Regions from separate parts of the Ovis aries genome. Here region 1 is linked to region 2. The links are chromatin contacts, called in public Hi-C maps. All regions are on one chromosome and are shown on one strand. The core of a region is the stretch at or near the end of the contact, and the rest is flanking DNA. Distances in the headings are between cores, read along the strand shown. Region 1 overlaps LOC132658106 (a long non-coding RNA gene). Region 2 holds the start of ATP1A1 (ATPase Na+/K+ transporting subunit alpha 1).

Region 1 (5,883 bases), core at 278-2,777, 130 kb before region 2:
AGGCAGACACTGGGCGTGAGAGTGGAGGGCAGTCAGAGCTGGAAGCGAGGAGGAAAAAGAAGGGACTGTTTGATTTCTCCCTTGGGAGCCCTCTCTCCCACCTGTTGTCAAAGAGCCAAGAGACAGGGTTTTTAATGAAATGACATCTTGCTGGCCATGTTTGGTGATCCTTTGTAACCAACCCTCCCTTCACCTGACCTGGCCCCTGTGCTTTGATACCACCACCACCTACAGCGCATTAACTGAGTGCCAGTGGGTGCCAGGCACTGTGCCAGGCAGAGGGGCTAGGGATCTATGCTATACTGGACTTGGCCATCAAGGAAACAGCTAATAGTTATCGTGGGTATGCTACAGCAGGTGGTAGAAATATGAAAGCTCCCGACTGAGAATTGGAAACATAGTGGTTTTAGATGACGGGTCCCTTCCTCCTTAGAGGAGCCCCAGCTGCCTCTTCCCATGATGCCACCCAGGCATGTAGGGTGGGGAAGGGATGTTGAGACCATGACTTCTTTGTTGATCGATGGGGTTCTCATCATGTAATCCTGCCTGTCCCCGCAGGTGAAGGTCAGAAGGCCAGACAGCTTGCCCTGCAAGACCTCTTCTTTCTTTCCTTCTAAAAACATTTGTTTATTTGTTTAGCTGCACCGAGTCCTAGTTGCAGCACTCAGAATCTTCCATCTTCGTTGTGGCATGTGGAATTTTTAGTTGCGGCCTGTGGGATCTATTCATAGTTCCCTGACCAGGGATAGAACCTGAGCCCCCTGCATTGGGAGCACGAAGTCTTAGCCACTGGACCCCCAGGGAAGTCCCAGGATCTCTTTCCTTAAGGAAACATGGTCTGGGGCCCACATGAAGCCCTGGGTGGGTAGGTAGCAGCTCAGTACACACTAGTGAGCCCCTGGGCCAGCTGCTCTGTAAGTGGTTGTGTTGAAGTCAGGTCTACTTACCAATGGTTTTAATATGGACAAAGAACTAAATAGATAAATCAATATTAGGTGTAAAAATATATTCCAAAATGCAATTGTAAAATGTGATTGTGAATTAGGTAATTCTATCCTCTGCTGGAAATGTAAGCCAGGTTTTTGCTGGTACGTAAGCCAGGGTGTGTGGTGGAGCTTTGTACTGTTTTCTGATCACAGAGATACTTTAGCCATTACAGGGCATCCAGAACCTGATTCTTTCCCCTCTTCTTTTAGGAAAGCTACTACATGTGATGGTCCACAGGATAGTACATGGGGTTCTGTAAACTTGAACCACCTGGCCCATGATGTGATTGAGAAGAGTGGATGCAAGGACAGGAAAGAGAATTCAGAGAGCTGTAGTAACTGACAGGTGATTTCAATAAAGGCGAGGGTGTTTACACAGAGCCAGCTCATGATTATACAGAATATGAAATTATTATAATACATCCTGATAAAAATAATCAGCAGGAGAGGAAAAAGCCTGGCTTGGCAGGACTGATTTACATTGCAAATATCTTTCTCTTTGGCAGCTTGGCCACCGTCCCTCAGCCTCTCTGTGAGCTGGCCTCAAGGACTTGGGGCACAAGCATGCACAGGGTGGATGCCAGTTCTTGTGGGAGCATCTGGATGGCCTGGAGTGGGGGAGGGGACCAGTGAGTGTAGTCTCCTGGGGTTAGCCTCAGCTGTGGGCTTGAGGGTCGGAGGAGCTGGGTCATATCCTTGCAGAGCAAGGTGAAGGCTTGGCAGAAAGGAAGCACATGACTGATGCCTCTGTCCCCTTCTCAAACCTGTTTGCAGAAGGCCCTCCATTGCAGAGGGCTGCTGAGACATATGACACACTTCCAGCTGCTGAAACCATCAGTTAGACGCAGGGCTGGGATCTTTTTTTAAGTTAGTTTTAAAATTTCTTTTTGATTGAAGGATAATTGCTTTACAATGTTGGTTTCTGCTGTATATCAACATGAGTCAGCCATCGGTATACATATGTCCCCTCCATCTTGAACCTCCCTCCCACCCCATCCTACCCCTTTAGGTTGTTACAGAGCCCCTGGTTTGAGTTCCCTGAGTCGTACAGCAAACTACCACTGGGTATCTATTTTTACATATGGTAGTGAGTCGGACATGACTGAGCGACTGAACTGAACTGAACTAAGTGTCTGTTTTCACACTACTCTCTTAATTTATCCTATTTATTTTGGCCATGCTGGGCTTTCTCTAATTGAGGTGAGTGGAGGCAGCTCTCTAGTTGTGGTTTGTGCGGGCTTCTCATTGCAGTGGCTTCTCTTGTTGTGGCTCACGGGCTCTGGAGCACAGATTCAGTAGCTGTGGCACACAGGCTTAGTTGCCCTCTGGCATGTGGGGTCTTAGTTCCCCAAGCAAAATTATTAGTCACTCGGTTATGTTGGATTCTTTGCGACCCCATGGACTATAGCCCTCCAGGCTCCACTCTCCCTGGGATTCTCCAGGCAAGAATACTGGAGTGGGTAGCCATTCCCTTCTTCAAGGGATCTTACCAACAGGGATCAAACCCAGGTCTCCTGCATTGCAGGCAGATTCTTTACTGTCTGAGCCACCAGAGAAGCCTTAGTTCCTCAAACAGGGATCAACCCATGTCCCCTACATTGGCAGGTGGAATCTATATCCCTGGCCCATCAGGGAAGTCCAGGGCTGTTTTTTGGCTCTTTTATGAAGGTTAGGTGTTTGGTGAGCCCCTAGACACTAGTTGCACAGTTTCTCTTTCTGCATATTTTTCTGGGAAGAAAAAACACATCCCTTAGTTGTCAAGCACCCATGACGTCTCATGACACAAAGTAAGCAGAACATTCTGTTCACAACCACTCCCAGGAGAGCGGTCATTTTGAACTGGCTCAACCCAGCTTTCTACCAGTATGGCCCAGGGTAGGAGGACTGCCACCACCGCCCCCCCCCCCCCACCAAAGTTCTTAGGCCTGTTTGATCCAATGTAACCCATGGAATAAAACCCCATCAGCCCCCCTTCCCCCTTTCTCCCAGCCCTCCCCTTTTCTTCTCTTTCTTCCCTTTCCCTTCGCCAGTTTTGCCTTCTCTCTTCCCTTCTCACTTTCCCCCTCCCTAACCACCCTTACCCCGTGCTCACTCCTGCATCCCTTTCCTGTTCGCTTCTCTTGTGATGCGGACTTGACATATTAATCATTACAACAGCAGCTAAGAATTCCATCACGCTTCATTAATCCCAAGGAAAATACCATGTTAGCTGATGAGCCCTCCAGGGTACACTCATACATTCTTCCCGGGGTCCAGAACCCTGGCAATTTCTCACTTTGTACTTGTCAGGGAACAGGAGGCCACTGTGGAAGGTCACAGTGAGCCAAGGTGGGGATTGGCAAGGGGAGGGTGGGAATAATGGGGGTGGGCTCCAGTCCATGAAGGCATTAGTCACTCATCATGGACTCTGGCAGGACTCAGGCTATTCAAGGACTCCTGTTGGGGAGGGTGAGTTGTAAAATCCCATTAGGGCGGCCAAGGCCAGAACAGTGTGACTTTAATAGGGTTAAAGTTTGGCATTTTTACAGCTTTTTTATGATAAGGTTCTTAGTCACACGAAGGGGAAAGAACTAGAGTGGGTCTGTCCAAACTTAGCTGGTCAGACCTTAGGTGTGGTCACGCATGGCCTCCTGCCAGGTGGCCCAGGGTGTCCTTGGTCATGCTGTGGGTCCTGCTTTCCAGCTAAAAGTTCTGCCCTGCATGTCAGAAAGTCCGTTCACCCAACTCTAGCCATTCACCCAACTCTTCTCTAGGAAAAGTAGATCCAGGCAGCGATTTCAGACTGGGAAGTATCCTCAAGACATGCAGACTTGTTCAAGAGACGCAAAGGACTCATCCCTTAGCCAAAGGTGTCACCTGATCTTATGCCGTCATCCAGCCATCACCCATAGTAGCTGCAGGGGAGACAATTCCATTCCCAAAACACAGCTGGGTTTGGATGCCTTGGTTAATATCCTCCGGCTTCCCTGGTGGCTCAGACGATAAAGAATTGGCCTGCAAGTCGGGATATGCAGGTTTGATCTCCAGGGAAGATCTCCTGGAGAAGGGAATGGCAACCTACTCCATTATTCTTGCCTGGACAATTCCATGGACAGAGGAGCTTGGCAGGTTATAGTCCATGGGGTCACAGAGAGTCAGACACAACTGAGCAACTAATACTTTCACTTTCCAGCCTAGAATTTGCTATTGTCCATCTGGATCTGTCCATCCTTCAAATGGCCCCTCCTTTGGGAGACCTTCTCAAACTCTATCCTCGTTTTCTGACCACAGGAAGAATTCATTTCTCTCCTCTACCTCCAAGGAGCTTAGGCCATACTTCTCAGCAGCACCTGCCCCAGTGTAAGGCATTCCTTGAAACACGCCTTTGGCCCCACTGGACTGTGAGTTATCCATGCAGCACTCACCTATGCCTTGTTTAATTTGATTAAGCAACCTGGTACCAAGTAGATGCCCATAAACATTGAATGAAGGTATGATTTAGCAGGAGACCCTACTCTTTTTCTACGTAAACAGCCTAAACACCATGTCTTCTATGTATGAATCATCTTTGCTCACAAAGAATATTAAAAAGTATAATTTCTTTTTTTAATTTTAAAAACTGAAGTGTAGTTTATTTTACAGTGTTACATTCTTTCTGGTGTACAGCAAAGTGATTCAGTTGATATATAAATGTCTTTGATTCTTGTACATTGTAATTTATTACAAGGTATTGAATATAGTTCCCTGTGCATATTATACAGTAAGTCCTTTTTGATTATCTATTTTATATATAGTAGTTTGTATCTGCTAATCCCAAACTCCTAGTTTATTCCCCCCCACCTACTTTTGGTAACCATAAGTTTGTTTTCCAAGTCTAAGAGTCTATTTCTGTTTTGTAAATAAGTTCATTTGTACCATTATTTTTAGATTCCACGTATGAATGATATCATATGATATTTATCTTTCTCTGTCTGACTTCATTTAGTATAATAATCTCTAGGTCCGAGGAGAATATAGGCAAAACACTCTCCGACATAAATCACAGCAGGATCCTCTATGATCCACCTCCCAGAATACTGGAAATAAAAGCAAAAATAAACAAATGGGGTCTAATTAAAATTAAAAGCTTCTGCACAACAAAGGAAAATATAAGCAAGGTGAAAAGACAGCCTTCTGAATGGGAGAAAATAATAGCAAATGAAGCAACTGACAAGCAACTAATCTCAAAAATATACAAGCAACTTACGCAGCTCAATTCCAGAAAAATAAACGACCCAATCAAAAAATGGGCCAAAGAACTAAATAGACATTTCTCCAAAGAAGACATACGGATGGCTAACAAACACATGAAAAGATGCTCAGCATCACTCATTATTAGAGAAATGCAAATCAAAACCACAATGAGGTACCACTTCACACCAGTCAGAATGGCTGCGATCCAAAAATCTGCAAGCAATAAATGCTGGAGAGGGTATGGAGAAAGGGAACCCTCCTACACTGTTGGTGGGAATGCAAACTAGTACAGCCACTTTGGAGAACAGTGTGGAGATTCCTTAAAAAATTGCAAATAGAACTACCTTATGACCCAGCAATCCCACTGCTGGGCATACACACCGAGGAAACCAGAATAGAAAGAGACATATGTACCCCAATGTTCATCGCAGCACTGTTTATAATAGCCAGGACATGGAAACAACCTAGATGTCCATCAGCAGATGAATGGATAAGAAAGCTGTGGTACATATACACAATGGAGTATTACTCAGCCGTTAAAAAGAATACATTTGAATCAGTTCTGATGAGATGGATGAAACTGGAGCCGATTATACAGAGTGAAGTAAGCCAGAAAGAAAAACACCAATACAGTATACTAACATATATATGGAATTTAGAAAGATGGCAATGACGACCCTGTATG
Region 2 (6,188 bases), core at 2,944-5,443:
TACTTTCCATTCTTTCCAACCCTCAGTATTTTTTCTTTTTTTTCAGGTGAGAGAAAAACTTATTTTCTAGTTTTGAAAAGGCTTAAGACTTAACTGGTGAACAGCACAAACCCATACTTGATACATGCTTGATCTCTCAATGCCAAAAGCCCCACAATAACAGGTGCCACTCTCACTTGCCTTGCACTCTATAAACGTGTGAGTACTCTAGCTAAGGGTCAGATGAGAAACGGACGCTTCGGGGCTTTTATAACCTTTTTTGTTTTAAATAAAGAAACTAGTTTTACTTTTCCACACAAACTCCTTTCAAGAAAATTATCTTTAAAACCACTGTCAGTCTTAAATTTGGATATTCTATGTGAAAGAACACAGCCTGACTGAACAGAGTCACTAATCTATTCATTCACTGCTAAAATAATAGCCAGCAAACAATGCTCTAAAAGGGTTCTGGGGTGGAGAATGGATGGGCTATGTAATGTTGAATCCACTTTTTTCTTTTTAAAATGCAATTTAAGAATAACACTTGGGCAGGGGGTGGGGGCTGGATATTTTAGGCTTTACTCTTCCCCTGCCTAAACATTTTACTAGGTTTTAAAAAATTCCTCCCCCTCCTTTTGGGGGGAGGGGTTGTCAGGCTGAGCCTACTCTCAATCTTCTCAGATTTATGATGCAGACCTCCCCTTTCCTACCCTCCCACCCAAAGGTGAGTCACCAGAGTGTTACAAACTTACTGGCAGAGAAAACTACAAATTAACCAACAGTAAGTTACCCAAAGAGAATACACCCTCAGAGCAGCAGCAGGGTACAGAAAGTGGGGGCGTGGGGCGGGGGGAGGTGGCAGGGGGAAAAAAAAAAATCACACTCAGATACACTGAACACTTGACAGGCAAAGGATGTGATGCAACCCCAACCTTCTCTGTCCCCAGTTCCTCCCGTAACCACTCCACTTGTTCCAGCTGGGCCCAGGCAACTTTCCATCCTGAGAACTCTGCCTTATGATGTTTTCAGTCCAAAGTCCTGGCTTTACAGCAGCCATAGGAGATTCAGTCACTTTCAAGTTGAGCTCCAAAGGGGCAGCTGACAGTACCCTGCAACCAGGATTTCTGCTGACATTTGTATACCCTGTGTAACCTGCACCTTCTCCCCAGCTCCTCTTTACATCACTACCCATAAGCTAGGTAACTAAGGTAATGTTCTAACAATGGAGAACTGTGGGGAAAGGCCTAGTGACATCCCTCCTCCCCAGCCTGGTCTTCTGTAAACTTGAGAAAAATAAAGTTTCTTGCATATCTTTGGTTGGCTGAAGAATTGTGGGTGGTAGGCCGAGCTGCGGATTTAAGCCAAGTCACTGGCAAAAGCAGCCAGTATGAAAAAAAAAAAAAAAGGACAAAATCCTATTTCATCCAGGAATGATTCAGCAGGAGCTGGTTCTTTCATGTCATTACCCAAAGCTTAGGAGATCGATTTTTTAAGGAGAACTAAAATCACCTGAAATACAGTCAAAACCTGGGCCCCCAACAGTAGTGGGAAGAGGAGGGTAAGAAATGAACAATGACCTTAAAAATTAGCTGCCAGCACAGGCTTCCTGGTTAACCAATTATCAGCAGGGCTTTAGTCACCACTCCACCCACATTTTAATCCCCATGTGGAAAAATCCCAACATTTCAGCATAAAATATCCTTCTGAACATTTGGACTATCAGAGTAAGTCACTAGGGACAAAAGCAGTTATTTTATCCCAGAAGAATTACCACCACCACCACCACCACCACCAGAACACAGACACACACACACAGATACACCCTAATGTTCAATTCATCAGAGTACTCAAAATACTAATGACAACCCAGCAGATAAGCAGCATATCAGCCTGTGTTAACCAGTTACAATTCCAACTTTGGGTTTGCTAGCCCCTAGACATGTTATTAGAATCCATAAGACATCAAGGTTGAACCTCCACAGCCCGGGTACGCTGTTATCTTTACCACTACTGGGCAAGTGTGTGGTTACCCAAGGGACATACAGGTCTACGGACATAATTTACTCAAAGATCTTTCACTAATCTGACAAATACCCCAGTTTCATCTGAAAAATAACTTTAGAGTTCTGCATAGTCACTGTTAAGGAGTGAGTGACTGAGTATTTAGGCTTGGACACTACAGGCTGTTCACGAATCAGGGACATCTGGTGTGTCACGAACCAACCATTTGACCTTGAGCAAATCCTTCACCTTCCTAGGCCAAGCTTGGGCACACATCTACGGGGCTCTACCGTCCTGCTGCCAGTAATGTGTGGCTCAAGAAATCAACTATTTTTCTGAGGAGGAAGAAACAAAGAAATAAGCTTTTAAGAGCCTGTTTACTGGAATGACCTAGGGTTTGATGGTGTGTACAAGCATAGGCCACTAACCCAGTTTGCACCCCCGAGGACAGAGGCTGGCACTCAGTTCTCTTCAGCTACTTGACCTGAGCCAGCAGCCCTCCACATTTTATGCTTTTAAAAGATTCAAGCTGTGCATTCCCACTTCTCCTTCCCTTCTCCACCAGGTCCAAACCTTTCAATGACCTCCTTCAAGATCCATCTAGAGTCCCCAAAGAATGAACCCTCCCTCTTTCCCCATCACTCACTCCACACGGAGGAGCCCTCAGACCCTTCAAAGTCCTACTAAGCGCCGGACAGCCTGCAAGCCCTGGACACAATGGAGGGGATTCTCTCCTACTGGTATTCTCACGACCTGGTCATTTTATCCCATCAATTGATACTTCTGATCGTCATTCTGTATAAACTTTTCTCGACTGGACTTTGGCCTCGGGCCTATAGGTTAACTGAGTTACAAAAATGCAGGAACCAGCCGTCGTTCTGGTATTCCCACAGTGCTCGCCTCTCCTGCCCGGGGAGGAGGAGGTTCGTTGCTTCTAGAATCTCTCTTCCCTGCGCAGACACTCCTAACCTGTACTGTCCTCGCTTCCCTTCCTTTTTTCGTATTTATAGTACCCGGGGACTCTGGTGGATCAGCCTGTGCTCTTTCCAGGCTATTCCAAAAAAAATCTACATTCACCCTCCCCACCAACAAGATGACCACTCCTGTTGCTCAGGCTGCCCCGAGTGCATCCCGTGTTTATGGAAAGTGGCCCATCAAAGCTCTCAAAAGTATACCTTCAAGGCCATCCTAGAGCGAAGGCACACCCTTTCTGGCACCAGCCCGCCTGACCGGCTCCACGCTAAGGGAAAGCCAGTTGTTTTTTTTTATCCTTTGGGGGAGGGCGGCCGCCTCTGCGGACAACTGGCTAAACCCTGGCGCCTCCAGGAGGAGCCTAGGACCCCAAAGCCGGCCCCGCATGGCAAGCCCCCCAGGGCCCGGGCCGGAGCCGCGGCGGGAACCGCAGCCCGGGAACCGGCCGGGCAGAGCGCCCACAGGGGAAGGGGAGGAGCACGCCTTTCCTCCCGGCGAGAAGGGCGGAGGGAGAAAGGAAGGCGAGAGACGGGAGGTGAGGGCGGGCGGAAGGAGGGAGGGAAGGAGCGGGCTGGGGATGCCGCCGGCGGCCCGCTCCTGGCCAGGGCCGCCCGGCCGCCGTGCTCCCTCCTTCTCCTCCAGAGCCGGCGGCTCCCAAGCGCCGCCTCCAGGAGCCCCAGACCCCGGGCGCGCTCGGCCCCTCAGGGTCTGCGCACCGCCCGGAGCTGCCGCGCTCCGGCCCCTCGGCGCTCTCTTCCCCCCGTCCGCCCCTCATTACCGCACTCCCTCCATTTCCAAAGTGCGTCGCCTTTTAAGCCTCGCCGCTGTGCCAACCCATTCCGCGCTGCGCCGCTTCCTCCTCCTTCGCCTCCCGCCGGCTGCGGTCGCCCTCCAGACTTCCTCCCCTTCCTCCGCCTCCCGACCAGGGCTCCCCGCGCCCCTCCCCTGGCTCGCCCGACACTCACCCCCTTCCCCATAGCGGCGGTGGTCTGCGCCCCGCGCCGGGTCCTTCTGTTCAGAGAATGAGAGAGAAAAGAGAGCGGCTCCCGGCCAAGCAAGCGCGGCCGGGGGAGCGAAGAGGAAGGAGCTAGGGCTGCCGCAAGGCGGGAAGGAGGGAAGACGGCAGGCGGCTCGGGCCGATGCCTTCTGCCGCCGCCGCCGCCGCCGCCGGGGTTGCTACTGCTGCTGCTGCCACGTGTCCGCCTCCTCCCGCCGCTGCTCTGAGCCCCAGACCCCGCCGCAGCTCAAGCCCGCGCCTCCTCCTCACTTCCTAAAATATGCAACCTGCGTGCTAGCCCCGCCCACGCCCGGCACGTCACCGTTACCGGAGCAACCTGACACCGACCACGGGCCTGGCTCCACCCCTCGCCCAACCCCACCCCCAGGCCGGGGCCGTGCCGGCTGCGACCGGCCAGGGCTCCAGGCAGGAGGGCGCCCGGGCCTGGGGCGCGCGTGCCCATGTCACGGGCGGCCGAGACCGTGCCTCTGCGGGGCGCCCCGGCAGGCTGGGCAGCGGGGATTCGGCAGCCATGCAGCTCCCGCGTACCTCCTCTCTCCGCCCTGCGTGACCGGCCCGCTTTGGAGGGCGCGCAAGGTCCGCAGTGGGTGCGGGGATGTCCGTGGAACTGAGCCCCCGAATCTCCTCGGACCCGGGACAGAATCGTCGCGCGGAGGGGCCTTCCTGGGAATCAGGGAGCTCCTCTGGTGCTAAAGGAAAAGCCAGCGCTCGCAGGAGGGACTGCGCGTCCCTGCAGACCCCAGGCCCCGCGCCTACCTGCGGATGGCTTCCCTGACCAGGCTCTGGGGCCAGCCTCTCGGTGTTCTCACGAATGCCTCCTATGGTCTTGGGATCCCCGTTATATCCTACAGGGCCTGGGCTGGCGTTGCCAGAGGTCCCAAGCGCCCTCCCCCTCCTTTGCTTCAACACCCCCAAATAATAATCCAGAGGGCCTGCGATTAATTCATTCATGTTGCTGTGTGAATATAAACTGTCCTGTTTGGGGATTCACTTTAACGGGGGAGGAACACCTGAAACCTAAGGGAATGCATATCTTTAGCAAAAGGGACTCCGCGGAGGGGGAGATGTTTGAGGGCCTGTCTGCTGGCCTTCCACCTGGCACAGCAGGGCCTCTCTCACGTCAGCCTTTGGTTCTCTGAGGGATCTGGGCCCAGAGTGTGGGGAGCCCAGAAACCCCCCAGAGGGCCCTGGCCTGGCTGCGCGGTGTGTCATTCCTCCCATTGCAGCTTCTGCAGAGGCTGCAATGGCTGAAGGTTTCCTGCAGTTAAAAAGGAAGGTTTTATTAACAATGTTTTCAGGAAGTCAAGCATGCTCTGGGAAAGCACAAGGTTTGCAGGAGAGAGTCACTTCATGTCTCTGGGAATTCTGACAACAAACAGGGAAAACATTAACTTCCTAAGCAAGCTAAAACTGGCCCTGTTAATTTCAACTATTAATTTAACATGAAAAAATAAAGAGGTGAAGCCTTGAAAGAAACTGGGAAGAAGGGAAGGAAGAAAGAAAATCGAAGGGGGAAAAAACTAGCAACTGTGTTAGCTGTTAGGCCATTAGAGTAAATCTTGTTCCTTCTTAGAAGAAACTGTTTCTTTCCTCTTGCCCAAGAATGCATTGTTCAGGACTGGTGCTTCCTCCAGCGACCTTCAGGCTTGGTTAAATCAGTGCAGGCCATGAAGAGCAGAGGAACTGTAAATTCAAATTCATGCCTGCTGGGGCAAGAACCCCCAAATCCAGAACAGAGTTCCCAATGCTGCTAATTCAACAGAAGGAATTAATGAAGTGTTATCAGGGCTCTGCCTCTAAAGGTCTAGAAAATGCTTTATTTTCATGCACTATATCCCCCATTCCTGCTAACCTGTAGGAGGATTTTGCTTACTAAAGATCTCTCAGCTTGTTTGAGATTAATTATCCCTTGGGCCCTGCTCTGAGCTGAAAAAGCACAGCAAGAACAACAACAAAATGTAGAAAGCAAAAGTCTAAACAATGTAGGTTTCTCCTGCTGGTGGATCACCTTTACCACCCAACTAACTAAAATTATCACTTTTAAAATTTTCATTCAACAACATAACCCTGAAAGATCAGGCATTTATTTCCCTTGGCCTTTTCAGCTGTTTATTTGGCAGCTGAAGATTGCTAAAGGTCCTTTCAAGAGGACCTCAAAGTTCTAGCTATATTCTAGACTGGGGAAAAGGCATAAAAGGAAGAGGTATTAAAATCTGAA

Evidence for each region. A called contact is a pair of places that touch in the nucleus more often than the background predicts.
Region 1: a Hi-C map of hypothalamus shows a contact between it and region 2, with 3 times the contacts expected there. The contact joins the enhancer-like site here to the promoter of ATP1A1 in region 2. A contact is called at or near these places in 2 of 16 Hi-C or Micro-C datasets (hypothalamus and tail adipose tissue).

Annotation. Positions count from the first base shown.
Region 1 is chr1:93,846,450-93,852,332 of ARS-UI_Ramb_v3.0, reverse strand. All of the region lies in intron 1 of LOC132658106 (a long non-coding RNA gene), which reads left to right. Among named protein-coding and RNA genes, the nearest start is that of CD58, 89 kb to the left of the region's middle. Within about 2 kb of position 1,527, at least 18 of the 54 cell types and tissues checked have an H3K27ac peak or open chromatin away from gene starts, as enhancers often do. A contact at or near this core is called in hypothalamus and tail adipose tissue, where this site is marked.
Region 2 is chr1:93,715,251-93,721,438 of ARS-UI_Ramb_v3.0, reverse strand. It overlaps ATP1A1 (ATPase Na+/K+ transporting subunit alpha 1), which reads right to left and starts at 4,193. Exons shown (of 23, transcript NM_001009360.1): 1 at 3,918-4,193. The coding sequence starts at 3,929. LOC114116588 (a long non-coding RNA gene) reads right to left here and starts at 3,412. Exons shown (of 2, transcript XR_006060523.2): 1 at 1-3,412.